3 separate regions of the Zea mays genome follow, and all the other regions are linked to region 2. The links are chromatin contacts, called in public Hi-C and HiChIP or PLAC-seq maps. All regions are on one chromosome and are shown on one strand. The core of a region is the stretch at or near the end of the contact, and the rest is flanking DNA. Distances in the headings are between cores, read along the strand shown. Region 1 holds the start of LOC100284110 (fiber protein Fb2). Region 2 holds the start of LOC100216739 (Putative cellulose synthase-like family protein). Region 3 holds the start of LOC103640938 (pre-mRNA-splicing factor CWC22 homolog).

Region 1 (2,715 bases), core at 75-2,574, 130 kb after region 2:
ACTTTTAGAGTAATTGGCTCGACACTATAAGGAAGAATGGTACCCTTTGACTTTTCTAAGCTTTTGAAGGCAGCTTTGCTCCATCTCTGTATTGGCCTAGCTCCCGAGCTTTGAATTGATTTGAGCATCAATCAACTCAAAGGTCTTCACAATTTGTGTTTTGAGTTTAGCTTTGTCTCGTCTTTGTGTCCATTAGGTGCACCGTAGGTGCACCCAATGGATGTAGCCCCCGAGGTTTGAATTAATTTGAGCATCAATCAACTCAAAGGTCTTCACAATATGCTTTTGAGTTTAACTTTGTCTCATCTTTGTATGCACCCAATGGGTGTAGTCCTTGAGCTCTGAATTGATTTGAGCATCAATCAACTCAAAGGTCTCCACAATCTGCCTTTGAGTTTAGCTTTGTCTTATCTTTGTACCCATTGGGTGTAGCCCTCGAGGTTTGAATTGATTTGAACATCAATCAACTCAAAGGTCCTCATAATATGCCTTTAGAAGATTCTGGTTTACTGTAACAAACGGGGCCGACTGAGATTCGCCTGATTGAAACCATGGCGACTGAAACCGACATGAAGAGGTGCCCTAGGGGATACCCCTTCAGTCGGTACGATGCCGAAGAATGGGGTATCCGACTGAATGAGGTGACCAGTTGGGATGCCCGAGGCCTGTATAATATTCATAAAAAGTAAACCTCAAATTTGTTCTATATTTTATAAAAATAATTGATATAAGATTCGTATACAAATACAAATTCATTTTTTTCACATTTTTTTGTAGGGAGAAAATAATGCACACAAAAAACTACACAAAATTTTATTTTTATACTTCACAATATTCTTAATAACATAAATAAAAATTAGCTTCAAATTCTATGTTTATCTATGTTAAAATATTAGAGTTGTCATATAGGTTGGACGTTTTAGGAACATCCTTAGTCTCTGAGGGATTAAATGGAAAAAAAAATACAAGAGCTAGTCCATTCTACACGACTCTCTATATATATTGTGTGTTAACTATATTTATGAAGTGATTGATTAAAAACACATATCTACGCGACTCTCCATATTTTACATATATATTATTTCTTGATTATATTTATGATGCGACTCATTTTAAAAACATCTCAGTACTGTATTACAAAAGACAACTGTTAGTTCATTATCACACCACATCGATGGTTCTCTGACAGGTTTGGCCCACAGGCTCATGCACGTCCTCGATGCCTAGCGTTGTGCGGCAGGACTTTGAGAACCGGTGTTGACGGCATGCATTTTATTTTTTTGCATCGAACACACTGTGGTTAGTTCTAGCCTCCCAGCCACCCACGCTTCTCTCGTCCCTCCCCTTTGTCGGTGTCTTCCCCCTCTCTCTTCTCTTCTCTACAAATCTCTCTTCCGCATCCGCCGCAAAACCCTAACCTAAGCGGCTCAACCCTACGATTACCGCCGCCGCCGCCCCCCGCTCGCCCACGCAAGCTTGGGCGGGCCTCCCTCAGCTCGGCCAAGAGCCCGACCCCCTGCTCCGGCACCAGCGCCGCCACCGCCATGGATATGGAAGTGTACGAGCGCCTCACCGCCGAAACCAGTCACTACCGTGGCACGCGTTTCGGTGAGTCAGATACCCGATTCCCCCTTTCCAAGTATTTTGCGGGTCATGTGCGGAGTTTCGAGGATTTCTGGTGGAGGTTTTGACTGGGTTTTGTGCTGCCGCAGATGCGCTGATCGGGCTCGACGAGGTGGAGCCTAGTGACGAGGAAGAGGATGAGGAGGAAGAAGAGCGAGCGGCGGGTGCCGGGGCTGGAGACGAGCTGCTCTGCCCGTTCTGCAGCGAGGAGCTGGACGCGGTGGGGCTGTGGTGCCATATGGACGACGAGCACCGTGCTGAGGTCAATGCCGGGGTAATTTCATCTCATTCTTTTATGGGAAGATGCAAATTTCTAGTCTTTTCTACTATGAGCTCTTCTAGCTGTAGACGTTAGGTTATTCATCCCACGAAGTGCCGCAGAACATGTTGGATTTTTATTTCTGTATTAGTATATGGAGTATGCCTGCGTTTTTGACCTGATTTAGCTGTCAATATTAGATCTTACACGTATAGTTGTCATCTTTCGGACGTCGAGGGTCCTGCTCTTTGCATATAGCGTGTGAGTGAGCTGCTTTTATCTATGTTGGATTGGTAGTTGTAAAGATAGGGATTTTGAGCTGTGTAAGACGCCTCTGCTAGTACAAGTGTACAACATTGTATGTATCAGCTCATTTTAGTTCTAGGTCTAAAATTTTAGTAGATGGTGGGATGGAATTCTGGGCTGTGCAAGTTACGCTTGCTTTTGTACTAAGCTTGCTATGCTGCTTTTATTTCCAGTGAACAAGGTGCTTATGCTTATGTACCAAACATTGTTTGGAGGCTCCTTTTAGTTGTTAAGATTGAGATTTTAGCTGCAAATGTTGTGTTTTTCTAGTTCTCTTGTCTCCATTTGAGCCTAATTTTAGTCATAGGTCATGGATTCTGTTGCATAGATGTGCTTTTGGTTTTCAAGGTGCTTCTGTGTATATAGAAGAGTGTTTGTGCTTCTTATTTTGCTGCTAAGACAATATACCAGATTCAAAGATTGGATCTTTTTTAGGTGTCTAAGGTTTTCGTGCTCATATGCATGATGTGTTTCCTAAGTTGGTTTCAGTTGCAAAGAAGGGATTTTTGTTAGGAACCTTAGGTGGT
Region 2 (2,700 bases), core at 57-2,556:
AGGGATTTTTCTAATAAATCTCTTGCCATTAATTTGCTACCTGTAAGGACTGAGGATGGCCTGAGATATGCTGGTCTTCCTGGTGAGCGGCCGGCGGCAGCGGGAGCCGAAGTTGGGCGGCTCCTCGAATCCAGAGAAGCCGCCGCCACCGCCACCGCCGCCGTGTCCGTCCTTGGGCCAGAGCGCGTTGCCGTAGCCATAGGTGCCCTTGGTCTCGAAGAGCCAGCGCGCGTGGTCGAACTCGGCCGGCTTTCCTCCGCCGCCACCGTTGTTGCTGGGCATCTTCATGGAGTGTATGAGGGAGAAGCGCTTCGCCATTGACGTGAGCGGCAGCTGGTCCCGCTCCTCGGACGAGGAGACGGCCTCATCGTCCTCGCCATCGTCGTCGGTGTCGCTCCCCGCAGAGTAGGGCTCCTTGCACCCGGGGCAGTTCCCCGCGGCCGCGACGCAGTCCGCGTAGCACTCGCGGCAGATCATGAAGCCGCAATCGCACGGCCCGCCGCCGGCGCCAGAGGACAGGAACGCCGGCATGTCGCAGCCGCGCATCTTGCACGACATGTTGGCGGAGGCCGCGACCGCGGCGCTGTTGGCGGAGGTGTTGAGAACGTGGCCGCGCGTGGCCTGGTTGAGTCCGCCCGTGAAGATGGTACCGGAGATGTAGCTCCTCTGCGCCCGCACCCCCGCCGCGCCGCCGTCCTCGTCGTACGCCGTCGGCGCTGGCGCATCGACGGAGTCAGCGGACGCCGCCACCGTCCGCTCGGGTGTGGGCGGGATGTGCACGGTGTAGTGCACGAACTCGGCGCTGTCATCCGCGCCTGCACCGCCGTCCAGCGACGCGTACCGGCTGCCACCGCTCCGGCGCACGGGCGAGAGCTGCACAGTGGGGATGGTGGAGGACCCCGCCCCACCGAGCGAGTGCCTCGGCGCAGGGCTGGTGAGCCCGATCCTGCCGCCGCTCCTCTTGATCACCCCGTCCCCGGGGCTCTCAGCCTTGCCCCTCGTCGGCGACACAGTCACCGTGACTTGCGACCCCGCCGGCAGCGACAGCCGGCGCGACATCGCTCCCAGAAATCAAATCAACTCCACGGCCAACCAGCGAAACTAGCGATCCAGACCAGCTCGATGGATCTCTCAAAGCTCAGCTCAGCTCAGACCCACCAGAAAAGGCTGGAGCTTGCTGCACCCACCACTCGCGCTCCCATGAACCGTGGAAAGCTCGGAGAAGGTTTCCAACAAAGGATCGGGCCGGAATTATAGCGCTCTGAAGGCTGGAGCTCGTGAGCATAGAGTGATGAGTGAGCAATCGATGAGCTCGCAAACCGAGGAGGAAGAGGATCTGGTGGGGCGCAGGGCGTGGCAGCGCCTGTATTTATTCCGTCGGACGCTTCGCCTTCGCTTTTTGAAATGGCGAGCAGAGTTGCCGGCCGCCCCAACGGTCGAGTCACTTGCGCTGACGTGGCCGCGCAACGGTCGGGGGCGCGGGGCGGATCCGGCCGTCTGGTGGGGAATCGGACGGTGCACGTTTGGTTGGGCCGAGCGGGCGGCAAGGCTGGTAGCCGTTTGCGGAGAGAGGGGAGGAAGCTATTGGGGCCCACGCGGGGGAGTACAGAGGCGCGCGCGGGGACGGGGACCACATGTTACTGACGGGTGGGCCGTATGATAGGGGCTTTGCTTCGGCGGCTGGTGCGTGATGCTCGTGAATCCGTGATGGAATGAAATTGTTTGTCTTGTCTCACTCCGTGGTGAATCGCGATTAATTGTAGAATTAATCACCTCGTACTCGTATTTCGTACCATTGGCTGTGAAAAAAATTACCGGAGTTAACCTGTTAACTTACCATCATGTGGGCCCTATGAGATTAAGGCTAGCTTAGTAGAGCTCTACACGTAGATCTGATTATGGGTCATCCGACTCGACCATAAAAAAGAACATGGTCTGACCCGACCCAACTAATATAACAGTCGGATACTTGTCGTAATTTTCGACCCACAATAAGGCTTGTTTGGTTGGCACCCAGGTAAATGTAGAGATGGCAATGAGTACCCGCTACCCGAAACCCGGTGGGTTTTTGCTCTATTAGGGTATGAGTTTGAGTCAATTTCTATATCAATGAGTTTGTTAATGGGTTCAAATGGAAACCCAACGGGTACGTGGGCATGGGTTTATTCTTCCACTACCCATACCCGCAAACCCATGGGTTTTTAAAACCCGCCTTAAAATCATCATTCCTTATAAATATGTCTCATAATATTATTAATTGAATATGTTCTAATTGAAATAAACTTCATGTAACAAATTTTAAGCTAAAATTAGTTATCACTTGTTCCTTTTATCCTAGCTTATTAATGTATTGATTGTTATTTACATGATAAATTATTTTTTATGTTGATGTTAGTGGGTATGGGAACCCCGTTGGGTACCCGAAACTCGCATGTGTATGGGTTTGGGTAAAATTTTATACCCGTCATGGGTATGGGCTTTTTAACAGGCATATTTTTTTCTTCGCGGGTATGAGTTTGGGCAAGTAATACCCAGCGGGTTTTTACCCGTTGCCATCTCTAGGTAAATGTGTGGTCAGATAGCTCCCCACGTCGATTTTGAACGTCTAGGGGCTGGATGGACCTGTCTGCATGGGTGAAGCTACATTACACTGAATGGATGCAAATGAACCCCCAAAATGTAAAATCTATAGATTTTGAT
Region 3 (3,017 bases), core at 389-2,888, 180 kb after region 2:
TCTTTTATTTGACTTTAATCCATAATCCAAGTAGAAGGTATATCCTATGTAACTTCCAAAACCTGCATTAATCCAGTTCATGAGTTCAAATACAAATGGAAAGCAATGTGAAGTGTTGTGCAAAGAATTTCATGAGCCAACTACAAACCTTTGTAATTGCAGAACAGCAGATCTATTGGTGTATGCACCAATAGTTCTCCTTCAGCTGCAGACTTAAGTAGCCATTTTTTCCAGACTAACATAAATAGGATAGCCCATTTTGTAAATGGTTTAAAAAATTGCAAAGATCTTGATAAGGATTAGATAAGCAACCATACAATAAGTGAAACTAATTATATGAAAACACCTTGGAATGCAACTAGACCCGGCGTTTGTAGATTCTAAATGAGTCATTCTTAAATAAAAAAGTAACAAAGTACTAAAACACTTCTTGAGCTGAGGAAAATGAAGACAAGCTCACCTTGTCATTTCGCTTATATGCCCTCTTGAGCTGGAGCACGACACGAACAAGAAGCAACTTCCCAATCTCAGGGAACTTGGTATTCACAACCGCAACTAGCGCAGCAAATACATCAGTAAACCCAGGCGAGGCCATCTGTGACTTGATGCAAGACTGACAGAAGAGCCCCCGCCCACGAACAAGGTTCTCTGCAAAGAGCTCTGGCACTATATTCTTGATATTGGTCGCATTCACCTTATTCACCAGCCCATTGATGCTCTTCTTGAGAGCATCCCAGGTGAGGCGCTGATACTCAGGGCTCGACTTGTCCTCCATATCACGCATCATCTGCGCCATGCGGAAAGGCGGGATGTAGATCCCACCCGTGCGCCCAGGGATCATCTCCGGAAGGAGCGGCGGTGGGGGAGGCAGTGGCGGGGTCAGCTCCTTCACAGGGCTTCTACGGCGCTCGTCTCCCTCGTCCTCCCTTCGCCTACGGTCGTCCCGCCGCCTCGAACCCTCGTCTCGGCGCCGGCGGCGATGGCGACGGCCGTCGGGCGAGGACCCTGACTCCGAGCTAGGGCTCCGGCGCCGGTGGCGCCGTCTGTCTTTCTCCCGGTCTCGCTTGCCACGGCGGTCGTCCGGCTCATCATCCGGATCCCTAGCCCGCCTGCGACGACGTCCTTCCTCCTTCTCATCGTCGGAAACCCTATCGCGCATCCTCCGGCGTTCGCCACCTTCCTCCCCGTCTGAAACCCTGTCGCGCCGGGGAGATCGGTTGTCGCCGTCTTCATCCCTTCCGGGCTTGGCGTGGCCGTTCTCCTTCTCCTCAGAGGGCTTGGCGTCTCGGCCGCGGCCGCGGCTGTCGGAATCGGGCGGCGAAGCCCTAGATCTGCGACGGCGGTCCGCGTCGACGCCGAGGGAAGGCGAGCGAGGTGGATACGGGGACGCGCGGCGCTTGCGGCGGCGCGGGGAGACGTCATCGTGGTGGCTGTGGCGGCGGCGGCGCGGCGGGGAGACGGAGTTAGCCATAGCCGGGACCGAGGGTTTTGTGGTTTGTGGTAATAATTCTAGGGAAGCGGGGTCGTGGCCGCGAGCCCGCGAGAGGGGAAAGGATGGAAATTGGATACGAAGAAAATAGAAATCGGTTCGATCGGTTCTGTGTAGCCGACAAGAGATCGATTCGATCGGTCCCGTGTAGCCTAGTAAGTAGTAAGGGTCAGATCTAAGCTTTCAGCTTTTTTGAAATTTTATAATTTAGCTTTGGAACCATTTAAAAATAAAAAGCTTCAAGAAGTTAAAAATCGAAAGCTCAAACCATTTAAAAATAAAAAGCTTCAAGAAGTTAAAAATCGAAAGCTCACTAGAGTAAGTTCTGAACCCTATTTGGTACAACTTATTTTCAGTTTTTAATAGATTTACGAGGTATTTAAATGCACTACAACTAATAGTTAGTTAGTTAAAATATTGCTAGTTAAATTAGCTAGCTAGTTAACTATTAGATAATTTGCTAAAATAGCTAATAGCTAAAGTAATACCTAGATTGTTTCATTGTCTTCAGTTAATTTTAGCAGCTAACTATTAGATCTAGTGCATTCAAACACCCCATAAGCAGAAGTTTTGCTAAACAGGTAGCTTACACAACAGTTTATCAGTTTAGCTGCTTCTCGAAATAAACTTGTCGGTGTTTGGACCACGGGTCCTTAACCAACTAGTAAATGTGTCGCGTAGCCGACTCTAGATGGTGAGCGAGAAGACACAAGCAGTTATCCTGGTTCGGGCAATACAATGCCCTATTCCAGCAGAGGAGGATGAGGCTTATATTACTCGCACTGTGGTGCTTGTAGTAGGGGGTTTACAAGCACGGCGGGAGAGAGGAAGTCCCGAGTCCATAGAGATGATTGAGTCAAATACTAATATCTAAGACAAAGTGGGGGAGTGAGCGTTCGTCTGCGTGTCCCGTGGATGGATCGTCCTCTTGGGGGATCACTGCCCTATTTATACACGAAGGGGAGCGTCTACAGTGAAGCTGGTGTTGTATCCGAAGGAGAGACGTCTTGGCGCCCTGTAAGCCGACGTGATGACGCACTGTGCTGCTGACTCGCGCCTGCTGATTTCCCGTAGAGAGCCGAGGCAGAGACCGAGGGGTTGTCCGTACGCCCGAGCCCCCGAGGGAGAGGTTGCCCATGCCGTAGTTGTTGTAACAGCGCCGGGGTATGGGCCAAAGGCTGCTTACGGGGTGTGTCAGCGTCCTGACACGGGATGACGTCGAGATTCCCTGTTGCGCTTATCGAGATCAGAGCCCCTGGTTAGTTGAGGCGGAAGTCTTCCCGAGGCGTTAGTCGAGCCGTCCCTTGACGTGCACCACAGTCGGGCGGAGTGGCCGTCTGCAGGATTCACGGCGTAGTAGGTGGCCAAGGCCGAGCTCGGGCGAGGTGGAGAATTTGCCCGAGGACCAAACTTGATGTTGGTCGAGGCGGAGAAATCACCCGAAGGCTAGAGCCGAGGTCGGACGAGGCAGAGAGATCGCGCCCGCGGGCTGAATCCTGCTTCGGGTGAGGCAGAGAGATTGCGCCCG

Evidence for each region. Hi-C and Micro-C count contacts between places; a contact is called where the count stands out from the background. HiChIP or PLAC-seq counts read pairs in DNA pulled down with a chosen protein or histone mark.
Region 1: an H3K4me3 HiChIP or PLAC-seq map of leaf shows a contact between it and region 2, with 3 times the contacts expected there. The contact joins the promoter of LOC100284110 here to the promoter of LOC100216739 in region 2. A contact is called at or near these places in 5 of 25 Hi-C or Micro-C datasets (ear, leaf and tassel) and 1 of 3 datasets of contacts at active chromatin or transcription factors (leaf).
Region 3: a contact with region 2 is called in a Hi-C map of bundle sheath, with 1.8 times the contacts expected there. The contact joins the promoter of LOC103640938 here to the promoter of LOC100216739 in region 2. A contact is called at or near these places in 2 of 25 Hi-C or Micro-C datasets (bundle sheath and endosperm).

Annotation. Positions count from the first base shown.
Region 1 is chr10:22,424,896-22,427,610 of Zm-B73-REFERENCE-NAM-5.0, reverse strand. LOC100284110 (fiber protein Fb2) reads left to right here and starts at 1,324. Exons shown (of 5, transcript NM_001157007.2): 1 at 1,324-1,608; 2 at 1,713-1,897. The coding sequence starts at 1,545.
Region 2 is chr10:22,553,701-22,556,400 of Zm-B73-REFERENCE-NAM-5.0, reverse strand. It overlaps LOC100216739 (Putative cellulose synthase-like family protein), which reads right to left and starts at 1,306. Exons shown (of 3, transcript NM_001359489.1): 1 at 41-1,306. The coding sequence starts at 1,059.
Region 3 is chr10:22,371,794-22,374,810 of Zm-B73-REFERENCE-NAM-5.0, reverse strand. LOC103640938 (pre-mRNA-splicing factor CWC22 homolog) reads right to left here and starts at 1,638. Exons shown (of 8, transcript XM_020545568.2): 1 at 461-1,638. The coding sequence starts at 1,471.